Regions from separate parts of the Mus musculus genome. Here region 1 is linked to region 2. The links are chromatin contacts, called in public Hi-C maps. All regions are on one chromosome and are shown on one strand. Each heading gives the region's core, a stretch centred on a gene start, on an enhancer-like site or on the middle of the called end of the contact. The rest is flanking DNA. Distances are from core to core; before and after follow the strand shown. Region 1 overlaps St6galnac3 (ST6 (alpha-N-acetyl-neuraminyl-2,3-beta-galactosyl-1,3)-N-acetylgalactosaminide alpha-2,6-sialyltransferase 3). Region 2 overlaps St6galnac3 (ST6 (alpha-N-acetyl-neuraminyl-2,3-beta-galactosyl-1,3)-N-acetylgalactosaminide alpha-2,6-sialyltransferase 3).

The links. Hi-C and Micro-C count contacts between places; a contact is called where the count stands out from the background.
Region 1: a contact with region 2 is called in a Hi-C map of the N1E-115 cell line, with 6 times the contacts expected there. The contact joins two enhancer-like sites. A contact is called at or near these places in 18 of 484 Hi-C or Micro-C datasets (the N1E-115 cell line, Th1 cells, cerebellum and 8 more), 4 of 115 datasets of contacts at active chromatin or transcription factors (T-cell acute lymphoblastic leukemia, astrocytes, bone marrow-derived dendritic cells and 1 more) and 2 of 9 other capture datasets (adipose tissue and embryonic stem cells).

Annotation. Positions count from the first base shown.
Region 1 is chr3:153,500,445-153,506,965 of GRCm38.p6, forward strand. The region is part of intron 2 of St6galnac3 (ST6 (alpha-N-acetyl-neuraminyl-2,3-beta-galactosyl-1,3)-N-acetylgalactosaminide alpha-2,6-sialyltransferase 3); the gene reads right to left. It overlaps Gm46831 (a long non-coding RNA gene), which reads right to left. Exons shown (of 2, transcript XR_001784043.2): 2 at 1-6,438. Among named protein-coding and RNA genes, the nearest start is that of Gm46831, 5.6 kb to the right of the region's middle. Within about 2 kb of position 2,172, at least 3 of the 459 cell types and tissues checked have an H3K27ac peak or open chromatin away from gene starts, as enhancers often do. A contact at or near this core is called in the N1E-115 cell line, where this site is marked.
Region 2 is chr3:153,249,328-153,255,621 of GRCm38.p6, forward strand. The region is part of intron 3 of St6galnac3 (ST6 (alpha-N-acetyl-neuraminyl-2,3-beta-galactosyl-1,3)-N-acetylgalactosaminide alpha-2,6-sialyltransferase 3); the gene reads right to left. Among named protein-coding and RNA genes, the nearest start is that of Gm52634, 4.0 kb to the right of the region's middle. Within about 2 kb of position 1,459, at least 17 of the 459 cell types and tissues checked have an H3K27ac peak or open chromatin away from gene starts, as enhancers often do. A contact at or near this core is called in the N1E-115 cell line, where this site is marked.

The DNA of each region.
Region 1 (6,521 bases), core at 922-3,421, 250 kb after region 2:
TGTGTGTGTGTGTGTGTGTGTGTGTGTGTGTGTGTGTGTGTACACATATACATATATATTTTTTCCCTACTAGACTCTTGCTTCCCAAACTTGGATTCATTCTTTTTCAGTTTAGAGTTTGGGCACAGGTCTGGATTATTTATTTCTGTCACCAGGTGCATTCTAGAATTCAGAATTGATCAGCTTTGAAGAAGGCACCAGAGCAACCACCTAGTGAATTATGGAAACCCACAGCCGGGCGGGGAAACTCTGGGATCAGACGACAGCAGCTCTCCAGCACACGAGGCTGAAGCAGCACTGCTCTCGTGCATGCCTGAGTCTGGACGGCGCGGCAGAGGGGCCCTTGTGTCCAGGCCACCGGACTTTTCAATGTCCTTGGCCTCAGTTTATCTCTGGCCAGGGGCCAGATCTGGGTTGGTTTCTCAGTTTTCTGGGGTGCTAGAAAAATGGACATAGTCAAGTTCCAACTTGGAGACCACCAGGGCCTAGAGCATTGAATCCTCACAGATAATTCTTATCCAAAATGCAAATGTTGAAGAAACACGCCTATCTGTCTGTCCTTGTCTGTCTGTCCCTGTGCCGTTTGCAGACTCTCAGTCCCCGGCATTGGGTGAGTGTATGGACTGGGGTGGATCTCAGGGCTTCACTGTCTGCCCTGTCCTGTTGATGCTTCCCAGTCCCCTCACTTCATCCTACACAGCTCCAGGAAGCCACACACCTGTGGTTCTCCTCTCCTCTCCACTCTAAGCTGCTGGTACCCGTGAGCCCCATTCCTTCAGGCAATGGCTGCTGGGCATTAGCTAATGTGTTTTTATTTCATTCATCATGTCCTGGCTTATAGCAGAAGGATGTCAGATTACCTTAAACTATGTATAACCAGATCACAATTCATAATTTCATTTTCCTTTGAGGTCAATATGTATTAAATAATTGGTGCACCAGCTTCATATTACAATAATACAATGCTTAAGGTAGCTAACTTTTAGAAAACAATTATTTATTTTGGAGCTTCCCATCTAAGACTGGTACATGCGGGTTCTGTCATGATGCACTGCCATACCTCAGGCCCCTAACAGTCCACCTCAGCAGAGCAAACTACACACTGCATGGCCACAAGGATGTAGGAATGGAGGAGCACACCTGGGCTAGCAATCTCCTTCAAGAGCAGAACCCCAAGAACTTGAAGGCTTTCATGAGATCCATGTCCCAAAGCTCCACAGCGCCTCCCAGTGGTGAGTCCCTCTGGTGAAAGCCTTCAGGACACCACTCAAATCATGGCCACTGTGGGAGGGGGGGAACTGTCTATTAGTGAAGAAGCCCATTTGAACCCATGTGACATTTCCCAAGCTTTGTCAGACAGCTCTTGGCTTGGGAACTGCGTGGTTACTTTTGCATCAAAATATTTAGAATTGGATGTTTTCCTCCACATAGATTATTCTGCAAAATGAGAAATCATAATTTAATGTCATCTACGTAGTGACAAATTGTCTTCCAGACACTTACACAATTGTTCAATTGCAATTATGTAAATGTTCACAATTCTTAACAACTATGGAATGATTATGTTATGCAAGGCAAGAGACTCAGCCAACCTTTACCAATTACAGCCTGGATGTCACCAACCTCTTGATGGTGTTGTCCCAGAATGTGAGTTTCTTCCTTGGTGAATTTCTCCTTCCAAACTTCGTTAAGACCTTTGGCATATTTGGGTAGAATAAAAGAAGCACTCATCAAATCGTGTGGGTTGGCTAGCACCTGTGGTCCTTTAAATGCCATTTGATCCATGATTTCTGTATAAGCTACTTAGCCAGACGATCAACTCAAGGAAAACAAAAGTTTTATGCCACCAGGAGCCCAGGTCAGTCACATTTTCCATCCTCCAATCAAGGTATCCGTGATGGGTGAACAGTTTTGTTTTCCTTTGTTTGCCACAAATGAAGAAATATGAAATACGATATTTGAATTTCTAATAGGTGCCTTTCAAGCATGGTAACATGACAGTTGGCAAATGAGCATTTCTCTACCTAAAGATCAGTAATGAATAAAATTCCCTTCTATCTTCCCAGAGAAACAATTACTATATTAAAAACCACGGTACTAATGGATCTTTCATCCATAACAGATGCGATATGTAAAGTGAGCATCAATCTCTAGGGGTTTCTGTTGCCTCAGCAATACAGACCATTTTACCTGCTAATTATATTATGACTGCATGATTTATCAGCTGGGTATGTATGGCCAGAGAGGCAGTAAGTGGTCAGGCTTGTCCAGATGCTGTCTGGCTCTGCAGTCTTTATTCTCTTCCCTCCAGGATCATTGTGTCAAGGAAGCAACATGCCCCTAGGCACAGAGGCCGCAGTGCACATCCTGAGGCCACCCAGCTGACTGACTTCTGATGCTCGGCCTCCCAACAGGTTTGAGAGTTCAGACTTTGAAAGATGGCTGCTGTCCTCCTCCAGGGGGCAACTTATTCAAACATGAGCTACAGGGTTCTGGGGTAGTTAGAAAACAACAAGGGATTGCTACACCTCTTGCCTGCCAACAACAAAAAGAGCCAAAGTAGAAAACAACGTTTATTGGTTTCTGTACATAAGTCACAGGACTGGGGAGGCTGGCTTCCTGCTTGGCTGTGCTCTGGACCTAGAATTTCATCTCAGGCTTCAAGGTTCTTCTACCACATATTTCTGCTGCTCTCAGAGTTTCGGTCTCACTCTCTCTGGGGATATGATAAGATTTCCAGAGACTCATATTCCAAATATTCTACCACCCCAAGAAAATACAGCTCTGGTCAACAGTGTTACAAAGAAAAATACAATGAAAATCTGTAAATGGCTCAGAATGGTTCTTCTTGAGCCTTGGGCCAATGGCTTCATTTTCCAATCAGTCATCTGAATTAATGGTCAGCTCTCTGGTCAGCAGGCAAGAGCTGACCATAACAGAGAAGTAATAGGTAGGTAGGCACAGGAGGCACTACCTATACCCAACAGGCTAACTTACATGATTTAACCATCAAGTAGTGTGTATGAGCCCATACAACACGTGTTTTTATTTAGGAAAGTGGAAATCACTCCGTAAGTGCAGGTTCATGAATGTATTGCAGATATGCATGCGGTTAGTGAGTATGGATACACACACGCACACACATATTCATATTCTCTGTATATATGTACTACTGCTTGTTAGTATAGATGTGACCTTTCCCTTTCCAAGGATCTCATTCACACCCTAGGTCATAATTCCCATCTTCATCTTCCATAGTCTGTGTAACTGCATAGCTAGAGTCTATATCTCCATAACTATGCAGATTATAACTGACTCCAGCCAAACTGGCCCAGTGTTACCCAGTGTGAATTTAATTTCCATCTCTGGAAAATGATAGGATTATGCATCCTTTCTGGACCCCTTGGCATAGGGTGCTTTTTCCATGTTAAGGTCACAGAACAGAGCATGAATAAAAGTGACAGCTGTGTGGTCACTGGGCTTGACCCCTGTCCACTTCCTGCCTGACACTTAGGAAAAGCGCAGACCAACAGACCCGTTCCCAATCCCCCTCAATTCCCTGGGTACACAGGAGACGGAACCACAGCAGCCACCCCAGAGCCAGCTGGTTCTCATCGGGGAAAAAAAACAGGCAAGGGCTCCCTATCATGGACTGTGTTCTGCGCCCCTGAGCAGTGTTTGGGCACCCCAGAGTCGAGGCATATATGCAGCCTAATATTCACAGTGCATGCTCAGTCAAGGCCAGAGAAAGGATGAATTTATACATCAAGTCCAGGGCCCAGCCAATGAAATGTTGCTGTCCATCTTCGGTGTGGACATCAGGTTTTCCCATCTGAGTGAACCCCAACAGGAAAACAGGTGTGGCCGCCCATCAGCACAATCTTCATAGTCCCTCAAGGAGACTGTCTTCATGGGTGATTCCAGATTCTGTCAAGTTAACAATTAAAACTAAGCATCATGGTACCTGTCTCATATGCCACAAAATTGCCCTGGAGTTATCTCAACCCTCAGAGATGTCAACCCTCTGGATTGCATTTAGTTATGTATTGTCTTGAAATGTGTTTTTTTTCCTGAGCGTTGCTATCTCACAACCTGTGTAAGAAATAAAATCATACTTCTTGCACTGAACAAATACAAGCCCTCGAGCCATTGGAAAAATGATAATGTTTAAAACGGCAAATCTAATGTGTATGTGTCAAATAAGTAATCTTTAGTATGCATTAATTTGTTTCTTTCTGTAAAGCAACTTAAGAGCCGAAATTACTTGTTATTTACCATTACACAAATGGGAGTCCTCAAATTTTAACTAACAATTAAGTTGATCAGTTTAAAGTTTTGAGAGAATACATTTGCATATAATTGCTCTCCATATACTTATGTAAAATCTAAAGCGTATATACCCAAGCATAAAACACCCATTCCCGCCTGCCTTAGTTACAAGCACACATTTATTTGAATGTGGTGAGCATGTTCTTTTATTGCCAAGAAAGTCAGCTTTGTTCCTTAATTGTTACAATAACCACAATTTAGGAAATTCTATTGCACCATCAATATGTTATGTGCATCTCTAACTAGACCAGCAGGGCCTGTCTGTCACAGGAACTGATACAAAGTATTCATATTTTGTCTACTTGAGGCTAAGAGTCTCTGTGATTAAAGAGAGGCACTTCTGCCTCGTTAAGTCAGTAAGAGTCTGAAAGCACAGTCCTGTCCTTGGCTGCTGCATTCTGATGTCTGGACTTCTCCCTGAGCATCATGGGAAAGGGCAGTCTTCCCTTCCCCAGCCTTCCTCCCAACTCTACCACATTCTGGTTCTCTTATCACCTCTGGGGAAGATGTCTGCCATGAAGCTGGTAACCAGAAATGCCATGCTACCGCCTCCCGTGGTCATCAGTGCTTGCTTCTTAAGCAGCCAATGTGAAAGGTCTATATAGGTGGCTTTCCCCAGGGAATGGCTTCCTACCATGTCACACTACATGAAAAAAAGCCCACCATAGTGACTTACCCTATGGCAGGAAACTAGATCAGAATCCAGCCACAGAGAACGTCTCTTTCCCCCTCATTTACCATGATCTCTACAGAAAGAGCAAGGATAAGCTGAGCCAAATCCTGATCTATCAAGATCCTTGACCCTTGCCCTATCTAGTTATTTTTAAAACAAAATCCCAGATGTTCAAATAACCAAATGAAGATTCAAGAGCCAGATGCTATGCACCCAGGTGACCTCCCTACTCCGCAGACATCCAGCAGGGAAAAGCTCCCTCCCTTCGTCACTGTTAAATACCCTTAACTCAGTGTCCCTCCTTTCTACTTCATTATGTTTGCTCCCTGTCAACTGGTTGCTTGCTCCACCCCTTAAACATGTGCGTGAGATTTTAAAGCACCCACGGGTGACATGCTTTTTAAAATCACGTTCAATGTCAATTGATAACACTCTGACCAAATATCATAGAGCAGCTCTTTCCATTTAGTCTTGAATTAGAATTTTTAAAATACTATGGGATGCTTGAAGTTCTATTGTATTTAATATGATACAGTATGATATTACCAGGATATCTTGGGGACAAACCAAAAGGAGAAGGTTATGTTTGGGCAATGTTAAGTGCGTGTGTCGGGTTGGTAAGAAGTCGATAATGCTGGTTAGTTTCTATTGTCAACCTGACACAACTACCTGGAAACAGGGAACCTCGATTCAAAAATGGCCCAGGTCAGATTGTCCTGTGGCAATATCTGTGAAAGACTGCTGATTGGTGACTGGTAGGAAGAGTGTAGGCAGCAGCCATCCTAGGGAGGGCAGAGCCTGGCTGAGCTGTAAAGAAGGCAGGCAGAGCAAGCTGGAAAGCAAACCAGTAAGCAGTGGTTGCTGCTTCAGGTCTTGCTTGAGTTCCTGTCCTGTCTCAATAGTGGACTATAAACCCTTCTATCAGTGAGGTAGCACTGTGGATAGCGATGATGAGATGGTAGAGGAGCCTGAGAAGTTATGAGCCATCTATGGGATACAGGGGACACAGCTGCAACATCCACATCATTCCAGTCCCTTCTGCAGCCTGGTGCTCCCTCAGAGTGGGAGCAGCCAACGCCATCACAGTGCTGGCAAGAACTGCATGCTCATTGAGCAGCAGGGACTTCAGAACTCAGCCTTCTTCGAGTTACTGGGACTCATCTCACCTCCAAGACCCCCTTGCACTCAACAACAGGAGCTTCAGTTTACCCTGGTTGGAAAAGAGCTGGGAGGGCGTCAGAATGCAGTAGCTTTCATCCTCCTCTGCCCGTCTCTGACCTCAAGACATTACCTATGCCCTTGTGAGATCCACACTCACACGGAGACAGCTGCACACCGGTTCCTTCTAAATGATGGCCTCTGCAGAGTCCTGCCGTCAATGAGTGCGTTGAGTACAGGAGAGGATGACAAGGTCTTCAGGGACCAAAGTCAGAGAACTGAGAGAGGGAGCGGAATGAACATCTTGAGACCCTGTGAAGGTGCAGAAAGGGAAGCAGTCCTCTTTGCTGCCCCCTCATAA
Region 2 (6,294 bases), core at 209-2,708:
CTACAGCTTATTGTGTGTCACTTATCAGGACTAATCTGAAATCATTCCAAAATAAGCCTCCCAAACTAGCCTTCATATCAGGTGTCTGGAGGAGAACAGAAATGGTTTGATTTCAGTTTTAAAGCATTTCTTCATGCGCCTCACTGACTGCAAACTGACACATCGACTGACTTAAAGGTTATGGATCAGTAGGTAAATGTAGAAATTCTATTAGTTTCCAGACGTGGGATTTATGCCATTCATTTTAAATGAAATCAAAATCCTACAGAGAAATAGGAACAGCAAACCCCACCATAGACAGATCTGTTCTTAACAGCATCTATTTACTTACTCCCCGGGGCCCAGAAGGTGGGCACCGCTGTATCGCGTTCATCGACTTTGACAAAGACAGCAAACAGCACATGGAGAACACACACATTTTGAGAGAATATTAAAACATGGATTAATGTAACATTATAAAATACAAAGCCTCTTACTTAAAGAGAGAGAGGAATTAGATGTCTACTGTGCTTAATGAAACTGTAGTGGGTGTCTATAAATCTAAAGTCCTTACCTTAACCTGAGTTTAAAATAATGGGCTCGCTTGACAGTGCTTTACAGATCCTAGTGCTGAGCAATATCACCGACGACCGGAATGAAAGATAACGGAACAGCGGAGAGGCGGAGCAACAGCAGAGAGGCGGAGCCTACTGGGATGTGTACACAGAGCTACGGGAGACAATATTTCTTCTTCATAATACAAAGAAAACACAGTTGCAAAACTCAGAGTTTATCCCATTTGTTTGGAAGAGAGGACCAGGTAGGTGCTTTGCTTAAAAAGACCGTAGCCCACTCTTGGAAAGCATGAAGGAGAACGAACACACATAAGAGGTAGTATTCACTCCACGATGCAAGAAGGTAGATGGATTTTAAGTCCACAGCAGTAATTAAATTTCAGTGTTGACACAGGACATCTCTACACCCAGGGCTCTAAATAAAGTTTATGCAGTGCCTGTGGGCAAAACATAGCCTACACGGATATTTTTCTCAGGAGCCAAGACTCTTTTTGCTGCATGCCCAGAAAGCAAAAGTAGAGCTGAGGACAGATCCAACCATGATACAAAAGCGTAACAAGAAATATTCCTAAATATTTGAAATTCTGTGGGAGCCTCATCTGAGGTGAGAATGTTAAATCATTTGGGGAGGAGAACCTTTCCTACAAAGGAAATTAACTGGAAGGCAAATATTTGAAACAGACGGAAATAGAATAGGTGAACTAACTTTTGAGCTGAGGCAGGGCTGTCTGGGCCCGATTTCCCAAAGCCATGGTAGACTTGAGAGAGAAGAAATGATATCAGAAGGGGCAGATTCTTTTTCTGTCACAGGAGGAAAACAGCACCTTCAAAGGAGGCCTGCTTCCTGATGGGACTGAACCTCTTCTGCGAGTCTCAGAGATGACGTCACTGCTCAAGCTCTCCCCCTGCTGGGGGAGGCTGAGAAGTGCTCCTGTGCCTTACATTGCCAGGGTGTCCTCAGGCATTCATAGTTTGTTAGTGAGCTCAGGTTAAGCATGCTGGGGTAACAAATGACTCAAGTCCTGGGTGACTTATAACAATTTATTTCTGGCTATGTCCTTGGGATAACGGTTGGTTAGATAGATGGGCTTCCTGTTTCTGACATCCAGGCTCATGCAATGTTCATATTTGGCATAGTACCAACCTCACAATGGAGGGGGAAAAGCACTGTAAGGATAGTAATACAGCGTCCGAGTGTGGTCTGGGACGTAGCTCAATGGGAAGGTGCTTGCTCAGCAGGCACAAGGCCCGGGGTTCAATCCCTAGGACAGGAAAAAATATTTTACGTTCAATCCAGTGATATCTGTCACTGATGGATATCACACTCCCCAGGGCTGTCCTCACTCAGGGCACTCCTTTTAGGAATGGGCTACTACCTAATTTAAAATTTGAGGTTGTTGTTAGCATTTTGATATTTGAAAATCAGGCATGACTACCAACGCTGAACAAAAGGACTGCTATGCCTTGGTGTCTCCAAGGACAGTTTATGGAAACCTAAAGTTGTGAAATCATAGTTTAAAAAAAAATTCCACTGAACATCAAGACTGAATGATGATCAAGCATTGGGCTTTACATCACCATTGGTTATTGACAGCTTCACAAACTTACAAATACACCATTCATTCATTCATTCACTCACTCATTCATTCATTCATTCATTCACTCACCTGCTCACCCATTCCTATAACATCTGTGAATACAGCCCACCCTGGAAGTGATGTCTGATGTCTCAGTTCTGTATTCAGTATCTGACATCACTCCACATCAGCAACACAGATCCTGGCTTTCCCATTTACTGCCTCTGAGACCTTGGGCCAGCTCTCCAGCCTCTGTAATTTTCCAAATACTTAACGCAGAGACAATATAAGTAACTACCCCATAGGTTTGTTATAAAGATGTCTGGAGATAATGAAAAGCACTTTATTGTGCCTGCATAGTAAGAGCCCCATAAACATAAGTCAATGCTGCTCTGCACAGCTGGGGCCAGACTCCAGACTCGATGCTAGCATGGAGGTGAGGAAGACACGCTGGCTTGTACAATCTCATCTACAAAATACCTGGACATCTTCCTCATAGAAGCTTAAGGTGAGTCAACACTGTAATACAGCCTTTTCAAAAGCTAAAGCCAACTCAAACAATAGAGGGAAAATGCTGTGAGAAAACCAATTCCATTTCTCTGTTCCTGATCAGAACCCACCTAGAACGTAGAGGTGTGCAGTGTGCTACGGGGACTCCTCTCCTCACGTCTGTGCAGTGTGCTACGGGGACTCCTCTCCTCACGTCTGTGCAGTGTGCTACGGGGACTCCTCTCCTCACATCTGTGCAGTGTGCTACGGGGACTCCTCTCCTCACGTCTGTGCAGTGTGCTACGGGGACTCCTCTCCTCACGTCTGTGCAGTGTGCTACGGGGACTCCTCTCCTCACGTCTGGCCCTAAGGATGTGGCCCACAGGAAGATGCGTCCCTGACCTGGCAGTGCCAGGCTTTCTTCTATGTTATTAAGTAAGTAGAAGCTACGACACATACTAACCTTAGCTGCTTCTAGAAATTTCTCTGACAAATGTTGGGCAATTCTGCAGGGATGCCTTGCGATGCCCTTCAGAATGTCAGGAAGACTTAGACCCTAATTTCCTGCTAGTCTTCCCCATCTGTTACCCTGACCTTTTCTTCAGAGGGCCCTCAGCTGCTGGGAACCCTGTGTGTTATCACCAGCAGGATCTGCTTCCTGTGTGTCTTGGCCTCCCTCACAGCGAGCTACCCCTTACATACATTTCGCCTAACGTTAGGGCTTCAAACAGTTCACTAGATCACAAAAATACATGGCAGAAAGAGAGGCTCCTGAGGGCATGTGAAACACATTGCTGAGCACTTTCAGCTCAGTGTGACAAAGGGGAGTGTTCACTGGCTGCCACAAGTCTGCCATATGGGCTCAAAGGTCTGCTGCCTGGAAGCTGCTGGAATAGCCTACCTCGTGAGTTCTCATCAGCAGAGAGGGCATGGGCACTCTAGTGCCCCCCCACCCCCAATATTAACAGCATGTTCCAATGAAATGTTCCTCCAACACATAGGTATTTCTTGGAGGAAAACGTTTCATATACAATTACAGGTAGCATGCACCTGTACTAAATGGAACATGTTAAAATCCAGTTGTACTTCAAAAGAACAATAACATATCATCTGCTTGGGTGATAGCTGGGTGATGAGGGACAGAAGCAATCTGGTCAAATAATCTTACAGGTCAAAAAACCTCCAGAAGACAACCAGAGCTCCTATCAAAGCTTCTTCCAAGGGAACAGATGCACAAAGAACAGAAATGAAAAGAAACTTTATGTTTGTGTAGCCTGAGGAAAAGTTTTCTTATATTTAATTCTGCCCAACGGAGGATGAGTTTACACTGTCCCAATACGCTCTGTAGCTCTAGGATGATAAATGTGGTGGCCATTTCTTTGTCTGAGTTAATACATGAGGACCAGAAATTCTTAGACATTCCTTCCACAGAGTCGTCTGTGTCTTTCTTCTGGAGTCTAGATGATGTTGTCATTGTTTAAATAACAAATGTGATGGTTACTCAGTTGTTTACTTGTCACAGTCTAGAGTGGCCTGGGAAGAGTCTCAAGGAAGGATTGTGTAGATCAAGGTGTCCTAGGGGCATGTAAGGGGAGTTGTCTTGATTCCTTGTTCCCTGGGGTGGGAAGCCCTGTCTGCTGTGGGCGGCGCCAGTTCCTTGGAAAGAGGATGCGCTTCCCCCTATATTGACAGACCGTAAACCTGGGGTTGTGAGCTAAACGTGACCCTTTCTACCTTTAACTGCTTTGTCGGAGCATATTATCACAGCAATGGGGAAGGAAACAAACATACCTAGGAATGCCTTCATTGCTCTTTATGACTTCGTCAGCCAGGACCTCACACTCTCGGGAACATTTCCCGTGTGTGACTGCTTTTGTGGCGAGAGGCTCCCAGAAACCGGAGCTCCGTGGAGAGATCGCACGTTACAAGCACAAAGGAAATGAAGGTGTAAATGCAAGTATAAGTGTCTGTTTGGCCACTTAAAAGAATAAAGATAATCGCTACTAAAATTTAGCGTAGTATTTCACGATGACATAATCACGTCTCTTATCATCACAGCAGAGTCAGTACGCCAAACACTCCCTATGAGCACACTGCGACCGACACACCCTCAAGCAGTGGGTTTACATACTTACTATTTGGTCTGGGCTTATTCGCTAGCCCTGCCAGAACGAACAAAAGGCTTAAAGAGGTTTTAGCAAATAACCCACAGGTTGACCAAGGAATAGTGTCCAGGCCAGTACATAGACATACATAATGAACAACTGGAGGAACACGTCCCAGATCTCCTAGCTCTCGATGCCAGGATGAAAACTGTAATGATTTGCCCTGATAAGGTCTAAACCATTTGAAAATTATTCAGGAGACTAAAATACAAATCACATGCACCTTCACACTAACTGATCCTAACCCAAAACGTCCACGTGCCTAAGACAATTAATTAGTGATGACAGGGTATGTACGCCTATATGCAGGAAGGAAGACATTTGCCAAAATATGGCTTTGGCAGGAGTCAACTATTTTAGATCCATGAAATGTCAATTTTATGGAATATTCATATGTTCACCCTCATTTACTGGAAGAAAAATGTTCAAATTTTTGGGTGTATGAGCAAAAATAATTGTACATAGACTGATGGTCTGAGGAAGAGGAGCGTTAAGAAGCATGGGTTTGGGACAGTGTTTAGGGAACTGTTGTTTCATTCTGTACGCCTGCTATGTGTATGAAAAACTGATACATTATATGTTATAGAAGCATTGCCCTTTGTGTGTTACATAAGGGGAATGCTGGTATCTTGATGACTGAGAGGAACTGACTGGACCGGCAGCTACGACTCCTTCCTTGACTTCATTCTGCAGTGATCCATCTAGGGAATCAACGTTCCCTTTGAATAAACAAAAGCTTTAAAAGAAACTATCTTTTCAGGGTGGTTATAGAGAATCTCAGTGTCAGTGAGTGGAAGATGGGGGTTGCATGCTCCCCTTTGAGGCCACGAGGTAATTAAAAAGCAATATTCAGTGGCCTTCAGAACATCTCTCTCCATGAAGTCTCTGCATGAAACAACTCAGGAAATCCAAAATAGACAAATCACACAAACGAATCAGAAAGAAAAGAAAAAGATTGATAAAGCAACTTTAATTCTAGTCAGCTTCTGATCCACTAAATTATTTCAGTCTTTTAAGTGGAAATTCCCTAATACTCCAAAGCATGAGTTTTTATTTGTTTCTTGCAAAAGAGTCTGAAGGGCTCACAGGGAAGGGTCTTCCATTCAAGGGATGGTTTCCGTGAAGCCTTCTTCAATGGCTCTGGGAAATGTGAGCTCAACCTGTTTCTGAGATAGCCTGTCTTGCTTATCAGCTGAATTAATTCTCATTTATACAGCACAGAATCAAAACCCAGATTGTGTCTCCAATGAAATGGGTAACTGCTTATTCGTCGGTTCCTTCAGCTATTGATTCCTCCAGCAGTTAGTCAAGTGACAGCTGAGTTTCAGGCCAGGGTGAAGACACAAAACCTCAGCAGCCTGCCACTCATGACTAAGGACCGCCCACAGCTAAGGACCGCCCACGGCTAAGGACCACCAAAAATTGAGTTTTCCTGTCAGATGTTTTTGGTTCCTCTTTGATAATTTCCTGCATTTGCTGTTGACTGGCATTTGTGACCTTGATAGAAAT